Linked DNA regions of Mus musculus: region 2 is linked to region 1. A link is a contact called in public HiChIP or PLAC-seq data. All regions are on one chromosome and are shown on one strand. The core of a region is the stretch at or near the end of the contact, and the rest is flanking DNA. Distances in the headings are between cores, read along the strand shown.

Region 1 (5,495 bases), core at 1,388-3,887:
GCTCCATCACACTTGTGGAGCCTGATTTTACTATATGTTTCCCTCCCCCCTCCCAATGCCTTGCTACATCGAGTCCTCTGAACAAGTCTGTTTCCATGGAAACCATACAGTGACTCAGGGCTTCGGGACCTTCTCTGAACCAGATTATGACTATCAAATGCTCCCTCCTCACACCAATTCAGACTCCCTATGTAAAAGGATGGGGCATAGCCGATGGGCAAGAGGGGGCTGGGGACGGGACGGGGGGGGGAGTGGGGGGCCGCACAAACCAGGTCTCACTGAGAACCTGACACCCAGGGCTCTTTCAGACTCAGTCGAACAAAGCTAGGTCCCTCCTCCAGTGCAGCCTGACTTACTCCCTGCACTAGCATTCCCCAGTGCCACCCTCCCTTTGGAGCCAGGGCCCTTGGGAGAGGGCACTGAGAATCTAAACCCACACCTTGAATCAGAGCCTGCACTGAGCCGACAGGACATGGGGGCGAGGGTAGGAGGAAGTGGGCTAACTTAGGATGCTCAGAAGGGAGCCATTAACCCAAAGCTTCACAACCACTCGGCAAAAAGGGAAATTTGGATTTGGAGTCGGGGAGGGGGTTTTTGCTCTGAGATGAAGAAACCAAGGAGTTAGGGGACAGAGAAGGGGGGGGGGTCCTGATCTCAAAGCTCCAGCAATATTGGGGCATAATCATCAATGGCTTTCTCTCACTTGCACACCCCTCCTCTCCCCACAGATACCATGACCTGGACTGCTGGTCTCGAGCCAACTCACCCACCAGCAAGCAATGAAAGTTTGTCACACTAGGCTCCTGCAGGGGTCCAAGACCAAGGGCATATCCACCCCCTCCTTTCCTGGCAGCTCCCTAAAGACCCAAGAGGGCGGGGAATAGACTAGGGTGGAAGCTTGATACCTCCCTGGTGACTCCAGAGTGTGAGTCATGACGATAGAAGCACTTTGAAAAAGAAACAGGGTCATCAGGATGCCTACAAGTGTGGCAGCTACTGGGGACTGGGGCCTGGGAACTGCCTGCCAGGTAAGATCTCTTTGTGAGACAGCCTGGTCCCATCTAAAGGGCTAAGAAACCCCGGAAAGTATCTCCCTAGCCTATGAGCCCATCTCAACTTGCCTCTTACATCCACTGGTATCCTTGGGTTTCCCAAGTGGCTCCCAGTTCTCTGCTCAGCCAGGATGCTTGCCTCCTGCCTCCACCATAGGTGTCTTCCTATGTCCCTAGGCTCCAGAAGACAGTGGGCTGAATTCCTGTCACTGTTTGGACATGCACCTCCCCTGTCCCAGCCTCAACCTCTCAGCAGTCAGCTATAACATCCCTGGTCCTGGACCCCAAAAGCCTTGGTGTCCAGAAGCCTCTTGCTTAAACGGTTAAGCCCATCAGGAAGTGGGTACTAGGAATGTAATCTTAAAAAGAGGCAGACCTGGAGTAGGGAGAGGTGACATGGTGAGGTACCTGAAATCAAGCCAAGGTGCCATCCTAGCAGGACCTTCCTTCCTCAGATAGCGTGGCCTTTTAACCCATAGATTCCAGCTAGGGCCACTGTCTACTGTTACTGTAAAGTCAAGCACCGTGTCCCTCCCTGGACCCCGAAAGAAGCTGACCACCCCATATCCTACTCAGAGAGGTGCTAGGATTGTTTTGGCCTCGCGTGGGGGGAAGCTCTGCACCGTCAGGCAGCCCTAGTCTCCTAAGGGCCCAGCCTATCACCAGCATAGTAGAAGCCGATACAAGACCGAGGCTATAAGCAAGAGGCCGGGACAGTGCTTTGCCTCAGGGTGTAAGCCTGGTTTGTAAAGTTAGAGGAGGCACGGGAACCTCAGGGTCTCTGGCAACCTCGGCCGCTCGGGTCTAGCAGGCTGTTGCATGATCAACCCGGAGCAGACACCCGAGCGGGTACCGCAGCAGCAGAACAGGAGCCCCGGGCAGACGTTTATCCCAAGTTTGCTGCCCTCACCAGAGGAGGAGGTCAGGAGCGATCGCGGAGCTCTCCGGAGGGCTACTAGCCCCAGCCAACCTCTCCCAGCGCCCAGCACTCTGCGGTCCCTAGCCACCGCCTCCGCGCACCGCCCAGAGACACCGGCCCTGAGCTAGGGGCGTCTCCCGCCGCGCCCGCGCCCCCGCCCCTCCCGGCTGTTGCGGTGCAGTCCGTTCCCGCCTGCCCCGGGGCCCGGGAGACCCGGCCGATACCTGGTGGCGGGCGCGCCGGGAGCCGCTGCAGCGCCCAGCGCTGGCTCCATCCTTAGTCTAGAGTCAGGCTCTCCGGGGGCCCGCGGGTGGTGGTGGCGGTGGAGGTGGCGGCGGCATCCTCCTCCTCCCGCGCCCTGCTCCTCGGCCTCCCTCCTCCCAAGCCTCTTCCTCCGCCTCCGCGCGTCCCTCACGGGCCCCTCTCCATGGCTCGGGGGCGCTAGCTCCGGGTGGCTCGCTCTGCACAGTGCCTTTTCCTGATGAGAGAGAGAGAGAGAGAGAGAGAGAGAGAGAGAGAGAGAGAGAGAGAGAGAGAGAGATCAGGGCCAGGCACCGGGACACCGAGCACTGCAGCCCCAGTCTCCGGAGGACAGCAGCAGCCTCGGAGGCCAGAGCCTCACGGAGTACCCTCCTTGCGTCTCGGAGTCAAAAGCAGCGGTGGTTGCTTCAGCGCCGAGCTAGCGGGTGGCAGGCGCTGCGGTCCCGGCTCCACCCCCAGCGCCGCCCGCCCCCTCTCCGCCCGACCCCGTCAGCGCGCGCCCTCCCGCCCCCCCCCCCCCCGCGCAGCCCAGGCCGGGAGCGCCGGGACACCCCCACTAGCAGGGCTCCGGAGCCAACCCACCGGCGGGCCGAGGCAGCCACACCCCCCACCCTCCACCCCGCACCCCCCACCCCCCACCCCCGAGTTGAGGAGGCCAAGCGGCAGCAGCACGGGTACCTCTTGGCCTGCCCTCTCCCCCTACACCCGCCCTAGCGAAGGCATGGCTCTATCTATGCAGCCAAAGCCTCTGGATACCCAAGTCTGGCTACAGCCCCAACCTGACCCTGGCTCCTTTCCCCAGCCAGGGCAATCAGAGACTCCCAAACCCAGAACTGAAGTCGATATTCCACTACATGCCCCTGCTTCTCTTCCATCACCCACAACTAAAGAAATGTTTCATTTGCCCCAGATCCTGTCATCCCCTTTCAGCAGGGGCTGGGTGGAGCTGGCCAGTTAGTCGGACACTAGAGTTCCTTTGCTAGAGGAAGCTTTCCATCCTGCCCAGCCCCTTCCTCCTAGGCTGCATCTGTCTTCCCAGGTAGTTACCAGTCCACAAGCTGCACTTGTGGGACCAGGACAGCGGCAAAGCCCTGGCACTACAGTGGTCCTTCGTTCTCTGCATAAATATCGACTGAGCATCTCCTGCATGTCAGAAGCACCGAACACTATAGCTAGTGACAAGAGAAACATACCCCTGAGCCCTCAGTGTGGCCTGGAGGAAAAATGAAGCCAGCAGAGGAATGCCTGTGGCCCTGAACTGAAGAGGAGGGAAAACCCACTTCTACCATTGGCCACCAAGGTGTCCATGCGCACAAACCCAGACCCCATCCTGACCTGTTTCCCATCTGAAGATGTGTAGGTACTTTGCAGGGCTCTGGACCAAAGGCAGTAGTAGACTTTGTCCAGAGTGGTAGCGATCGTCCAAAGGAGTGGGCTTCCATCTCCACCGTCTCTTACGTCTCCTAGAACACGATCTGTCCATCCGTCTGTCACTCCTGATACGGTGCAGAGAACAACGGGTTTTTTTTTTGTTTTGTTTTGTTTTTTAATGAGGTTATATTCACCTGGAAGTTCTCAGTGCAGAGGAGCCTTTGTGAGTCTGCTGTGTGACCATGTGATGCAGTCCTCCCCCACCCGTGCCTCAGTTTCCTCACGAGGAAAAATGGAGGTGCTTTTTCTTATCTCCTAGGGCAACAGCTCCCATGTTAGCTTGGGTGGATGCTTACTTGTTCGCTAAGAAGGGAATAACATAATGTCTAGGAGTCTCCCGGAGACCCCAAGGGGCATATCTTCAGAAAAGGCTTCACATGGAACCAGATGACGTGAAGACCTCTGCTCCAAGGGTCCCAGTAGGCCACATGGTCATTTGTCTTGGTTACAGTTGCCAACCCCTAACTATAAACTCCTGTCCCCCACCACCTCCTCAGAGAAGACAACTAACATCGCCTTTCCTGACATCCCTGATGCAGCAGCTCCAGCTGCAGCTGTACCCGGCATCCCCCACCCCCACCTCCACCCTCTGCAGCCAGGGCTATAGGGCACCAGACCTCAGCCCCAGCATCACAGGGCTTTAGTCACTTGCCCACCTCCATGGTAAGTGGCTGTGTTTTGACATGACCAAGAAGAGAAAGCTGGCCTTGCAAGAACACTCCAGGTTTCAGGCCCCTCCCACTTGTCCATGGACAGCCTGCACCCCCCCCCCACCAACCCCCCCCCCCCGTCACCCTGGATGAACCAGAACCATCTCTTTCACCTAGGTTAATCCCTGCCTGAATCTCAGCTACCCCAGAATAGTCCAGGCTTAGAAACTCCTCTATCTCCCACTCTCTGATCCCAGCAAGTCATTTTTCAAACTTTGCTATATTTTGGATGGAGAGGACAGTGAGGTTAAAATGTAAAGAACTGGGGAGAAATATATTTAAACTCTGAAAGTAGACACAGACCTGGGTCCTCAGAAGTACTATGAGTCTGTTCCCAGTTACCTGGGGTTGCCCCCATATAACAAAAACATGTTTCTTAGGTGCCTACTGTGTGCAAGGCGCTGTGGGGGAGGGGATGCAGTGATGCCTCCACTAGAAGAGCATATCAGTTCTCAACCCCCATGGCAAACAGCTCACAAATGCGGGTGGCTCCTGCTCCAGGGGTTCTGACGCCCTCTTCTGGCCTACATCCGCATACACAGACACATGCACACGTAGGCGGAGTTTAAAACAAAAGTGAAAAAAAAAAAAAACAAAAAACAAAAAACCCTTTAGAAAGAGTGGTCACTGAAAATTTGCGTTTTTCTAAGTGGCCTGGGAAGTCAGGTGAAGATGCAGCCTTCGAATGTCTTTCAGGAAGGGCTTCCTGGAGAAGGAGCTAACTCCAGGAACGATAGCTGTGGGGTGGACAGGGCATGCAAGGCAAAGGAGGAAACAGCAAGCAGCCTGCCATTTGACAGACAGTAGCTAAGAAGACTGTAGCAATGGCTGACGTCGGGGCTCTCCCCCTCCCTGAGCCAGGCTTTGAGCTCTTCGCCACATGGGGATTATTTTGTTGGAGCCTCAAAAGTAGCCTGATGTGGCAGGAATTGTCGTTCCCTCTTTTAAGGACTAATGAGTCCTGGGATTTGCCCAATTTGCAGAACTGCTTAGCTACTACACAGTAGCCAAGCCAGGGCACCTCACTGGGGCCACACTGGGCCAGCCTGGCTCAAGGATACTTCCTAAGGAGGGACAGGATGCCAGGTAAACCTGAGGATGGGACTTTCAGAGCCCCCAAAC
Region 2 (5,363 bases), core at 1,191-3,690, 130 kb before region 1:
TTCTCTTCTTTCCTTTCGATCTCTCTTTCTCCTCATGCCTGCACTTACTCAGAGAGTTACTGAGCACCTACCAGATGTCAGGAGCTGAGCCACTGCAAACCAGGCAGAGAGGTCTTTATGCTCCACAACCTGGGACACACAGGAGAAAAGGCAAGTGAGCCCCAGGCCTCACAGCCATGCAAGTGCAGTGGAGGGTATGTCAGTCATGTGTATGATGTGTGATCTGTGATCTGAATGAGTAAGGAAGGTGGTCTGGAAGAGAGGAGAGCTAGTGCAAGGGCTCTGGGCCAGGGCAAGACATGGCCGCCTGATTTTGAGGTAGCCTGGTATGCTAGAGTCAGGGTTGGGCCAGAGGCAGGTGGCTTAGTTGAGGTCAAAGGTATAGCTAGGGGGATAGAAAGAAGTGCTTAGAGTCAGCACCCACCCCACACACAGCCCACACACCTAACACCCTAACACACACACATGCATATGCATATACGAACACACACACACACACACACACACACACACACACACACACACACACCTGATCCTTGTTTCTTTCTTCCTCCTGCTGCCTGGCAATACCCAGAGAGAGAGGCCAGCAGGAATCAGGAGCTCAGAGACCAAGAGCAGCTGATCAAAGCCCTGGGACAGGAAGGACAGAGTAAAGGCTACTTCACTCACCCTGGAGAGTCTAGAATGGGCTTGTCATTCAACCTAGGGGCTCAGGGAAACTTCCTTCTAAGAAGGATTTGGGTGTGTGCCTGCAAGCCTGCATGTGTCTGTGTGTCTGTGTGTAGGGGTAGGTTGCCACTTCCTCTGCATGAGAGGACTGAGTTTTGAATCAGAGGATTGGGGAACTCTGTGAACCTACAGAGGAGACTCCCAGGAGGGAAGGCCTGGAAGCCAGTGGGGTTGAAGACGTGAGTGAGCAAGATCTAGAAACCTGGATGGCCTCCATACATGGTATGGGTGGCCCTGGGAGCTCCTGACCCAAGCTGGGTTCTAGCATAACCACATACAGGCCCAGTGACTGGTTTGCCTTGATTTCTCCCCCTAGCTACCTGAAGGTCCATTGCAGGTGTGAGTTCATCTACAGAGAGGCTAAGGAAGAACAGACATGCTTAACCTTGGCTGGGACCAGAGCTCAAGGAAGGCTGCCTGGAAGAGGCAAGGGGATGACCTTGCAAGCTGAGCAGAAGAGCAGTGAGCTGTGTTTGGGCAAGAGCCAGAGGGCCAGCAGGGAGAGAGATGAAGTGACCCAAGGAGGTGGCACAAACAGGCTCAGGCTGCGTGGAACTGGCCCAGAATGTTCTTTCTGCTCGGCACTGGGGAGTGAATGACAGAATGAGATCGGATTCTACCACAGTGGCCTCTGATGGGGGTGGGCAGGAGCCAGAGAACTCAGGGAGGAGGCTATAGCTGCCTTGAACAGCTGAGAAGTAAGACCCAGAACACCAACAAGACCCATTTCAGTCTGTGGAAGCTTTGGGAAAGCAGGAACTGACATGAAAGCAGTCATTCTTGCTCAAGTCTTGACTGGGGAACTAACTTGCTGGGTGAATTTGGGTAGGTTTCTTACCCTTTCTGGGCCACATTTATCTGTGACACAAACATATTGGACTGTATTCAGTGCTTAGATGCCCTGGGGAACCAACAAGAAATGCAAACCAGGAGTCACCTGCGAGGCAGGGTTATCGGTCACCAAAACTCAGCTTCTCTCCTGTTGCTTTGTTAACTTGTGTTGAAGTTGGGGTTTCTGATAGTTCTTCAAGCTTTATTTTTAAGACAGGGTCTTACTGTGTAATCCAGGTTGGCCCAGAACTACTGATAATCCTTCTGCCTCTGTTTCTGGAAAGTCGGGACTATTGGCATACTTCACCAACACCAGGTCCAGACTTTTAAAGTAAGTTTGAATCCTTTGTTTGTTTGTGTGTTTGTTTTCCTGCCCCTACCTTCTGAGAGCCCAGATTAAGGGCACACAACACCACTGGTGTTGGCTTGTGTGGTGCTGGGAGGGAACCCAGGCCTATGTTTTGCTAGACAAACACTGCCAACTGAACTACATCAGCACTCAGGAAGTTGGGGTAGGAAGATCAGGACTTCCGTATTATCTTTAGCTACATAGTGTTCTAGGCCAGTCCAGGTGTATGTGCAGCCCTGCATCCAACAAAGAGAAACAAAAGGACTTACGTTTTTTTTTCTAGCCCACCATTTGGGCCATTGCACACTCATGCATTGCCACAGCCTGCCACAGCCCACTTGGTTGAGACTCCGTGTTCCTCAAAGGGTACATACAGTGAGGGAAAGGGCACAAGGTTGGGATGGGAGAGACCAAGGCTCCTAGGCCAAGGGCCATTCCACTATGGAATTCCCCAGAGCTGCTGGGACATCTCCAATAGAAGCTGATCTGACTCACTCAGTATAGACTTGTGAGTTGGCCCCCTTCCCAGGCCTTCCTCAGACCCTGTAACCTTATCTTTCAGAGAGATGGACAGCCTAGTCAGGGGTCAGGGCTGGGAAGATCCCTCAGTTTGGTCTTTACTAACTAAGCCAGGCTCAGAGGAGGTAGCAGAGGACAGAACTCCGGGAGTGACTCCTCTGACATGGTCCCAGGGTTACTGTGCCTGCACCACAGTGAGATTTTTAGTCCTTGAGGGTCTATTCCTTCCACTGGGGACATCAACCTCCCCCCATGGGCCTGGTTGCACCAGCCCCAGGTAGGTGGGAGACAGTGCTCCTATCAAGAGCAGGGATACGGGCTGAATGTGACTACTGTGGTCATGGCTAGGTCTGGAGCACAGCTGAGCGGATGAGAGAAAGGGGCCTTGGCTTGTGGGGGTCAAAGATGCCCCTTGACCATGTACGTCTAAGCACTGGACTGGCCCCAGGCAAGGGACAGCTGGAGAGAAGGCCTCCAAAAATAGCACAATGCATTGAGCACCAGGAAGCTGCCAGTGGTGAGTCTCGGATCCCTTCCCCCACTTCTCCTCTGCTCCAGAGGAGACCATGGGCTGCAGTCAAAGGGAGAGAGGGGGCAGCAGCTGGGAGACAAAGCTGCACACAGAGAACTGGCCCTTTAATAATCCCAGGTGGGCGCTCTGCACAATTGCATTTTGAAGATTCCCAGCTTGCTTAGCACAAGTGGAAAATTACCTTATCGTCTCCTCTGCGGTGCCTTTGGATCCTGATTTCATCATTCATATGTACAGCGGCGCATTTTCAACAGGGACAATTTAATTACGCTCAATTTGTGTAACTGAATTATTAAAGACTCATTTAGAGAGAGCGCCATGTCCAGGGCTTGCTGGGCGTCACAGTTGCTCACATTTAGCCTGGCACCCCCTATGGATGACCCTGGGTTCCAGAATGTTCCCCTCCCCTGCCCCTGCATCCCCAGCCAGCCTTGTCTTCTCATTTCTAGCTCATCGAAGTGAACATCTTTGGGCCAGCTTTTGACAGCATCTCCTGTAATGGCTCCCTGGTTTCTTGTATGTTCCTTCAGTCAATCAGCAAAACTTCGTGAGAGTGCTGTGGGACTGACCTCTCTCTCTGTCTCTCTCTCTCTCTCTCCACACACACACACACACACACACACACACACACACACACTCATGTGCATGCATATGTTCTCACACATGTGTTCGTGTGTGTGTGTGTGTGTATATATGCATGTATCCAGGAAGGGGGCGGGGTTTGGGACTTCATTTCATCCTCCTGGGCAGTGCTGTGGAGCAGGCCACAGGGCCTGCAGACCTCGAGAGCAAATGCACACGCAGAAATTAAACCTCTGGGTTAGAGGATCATCAGCACTTGAACCCAAGACTCCCGTGGCTCTCCTTCACCAAGGTCTTTCTCTCCCAGGGTGTTTGCTAGAACTGGGTGGAGGCAGGAGAGGGGCTATGTGGATTTAGGCATCTAGGACTGACTGTCAGAGACAGACAGCTTGAAGACCTGGAGGCCCAGAGTTTTCCAGTCATGAACTGGGGGTGGCTGTGTATTGAGTTGTCCAGAGCAATAGAGACAAGAGGGCAGGGCCATTTCTTCTGAATGGAAGTATTTCCTCCTGCAAGGAAAGAGGGCACTCAGGAATCTAAGGCAAGTTACAAGGCTCAAGAATGTGCCCAATGCCCCCCCCCCCCAAGACCCATACATAAATCGGGATGACTCCTGGGGAGAGGAGACTTTTTAGTTGCACTGCCTGCGAGTTGAGCGTGAAGATATTGTTGTGAATCATCAACAGCTTTTGGTGGAAGCCCCTTCAGCGTGGGATTCCCAAGTCCATCAGGGCCTCTGGCAAGGCCTCCCACCAGGGGATGCCACTTCACCACCGAAGGAAGGTACCGGAAGTTTGCACAGAGTACCCCCCACCATATACACAAGCCATCTCACCACTAGAGAAGTCTAGGCTCCATCTTAGGAGGAGGCAGTGACATACACAGCTGGTCCTGTTGGCATGCCCACCTCAGCCTGCTTTGGAACTGCGAGTGGCCAAAGACGCCTGTTCCCTTGCACTGAGTTTCTTTCTCTTACCTAGACCTTCAGGAACATTCTTCAGGGCCCCATCCTGACTGAGTCACTGCTTCTAAGTGACATCCGGTAAGTCGCCTGTGATCAAGAGCAAAATCAAGAAGCTTGGAGCTAGTAAGCCTGATAGTAACCAAAGAGCAAGAACAGGAAAGGACAGACCGGCCCAGGAACCAATGCTCACCTTACTGGGGACCCTGAGCAAGTCACACTCTTTAGTTTCTTCTCAATAATACAGTAATGAGGGTATCATGAAGTAACCCCTCCTGCCATGGAACCTTTACTCAAGTTTTTCCTCTAACCTCACCCAGCCAGCCAGTTCCTGTTCCTACTTCCACTTCCGCTTGGAAGCTTTCTCAGTGCACCCATGCTGGGTTAGGTATCTGATAATATCATCACCCTGCGGCCCCTGCTCCCTAAATTTCTCCTACCTGCCTCTTGTCTTCATCGAGTTGGACCAACACATGAAGAGTGTTAGTTCCATCTCAACTTTATGTAATCAGTAGAGTCGGGAGCCCCAGCTTTCCAGCTCACCTCTGTGTCCTGTCCCCAGGGCTAGCATGAGACTGACGGCATAGTCGATGCTCAATAAATAAATATTGACTGAAAGGCTGCATTGGACATCAAAAAAGAAAAAGTCAAGAAATCAGAAGCCATGTACACCGCTGAGCACTGCAAGCAGCTGGCCACTCTGCGGGCTACTGTGTCCCTACTGAGGAAAAGGGAGCCCAGCACTGGGGACATAGCTCAGTGTGTAAAGTGATTGTACTTACAAGTGTGAGGGCCTGAGTTTGATCCCCACACTCATGTAAAAAGCTTGGTATAGTGGCCCTCGGTCTCTGATCCCAGTG

What was found. HiChIP or PLAC-seq counts read pairs in DNA pulled down with a chosen protein or histone mark.
Region 2: a contact with region 1 is called in an H3K27ac HiChIP or PLAC-seq map of microglia, with 4 times the contacts expected there. The contact joins the enhancer-like site here to the promoter of Chst1 in region 1. A contact is called at or near these places in 10 of 39 promoter capture datasets (the 3T3-L1 cell line, 3T3-L1-derived adipocytes, the SN4741 cell line and 6 more), 3 of 484 Hi-C or Micro-C datasets (the AML12 cell line, cerebral cortex and embryonic stem cells), 8 of 115 datasets of contacts at active chromatin or transcription factors (astrocytes, embryonic forebrain, embryonic midbrain and 5 more) and 3 of 9 other capture datasets (adipose tissue, embryonic stem cells and liver).

What each region holds. Positions count from the first base shown.
Region 1 is chr2:92,596,849-92,602,343 of GRCm38.p6, reverse strand. Chst1 (carbohydrate sulfotransferase 1) reads right to left here and starts at 2,637. Exons shown (of 3, transcript NM_023850.2): 1 at 2,196-2,637.
Region 2 is chr2:92,724,493-92,729,855 of GRCm38.p6, reverse strand. No RefSeq gene overlaps it. Among named protein-coding and RNA genes, the nearest start is that of Gm13816, 15 kb to the left of the region's middle. Within about 2 kb of position 2,440, at least 50 of the 459 cell types and tissues checked have an H3K27ac peak or open chromatin away from gene starts, as enhancers often do. A contact at or near this core is called in the AML12 cell line and microglia, where this site is marked.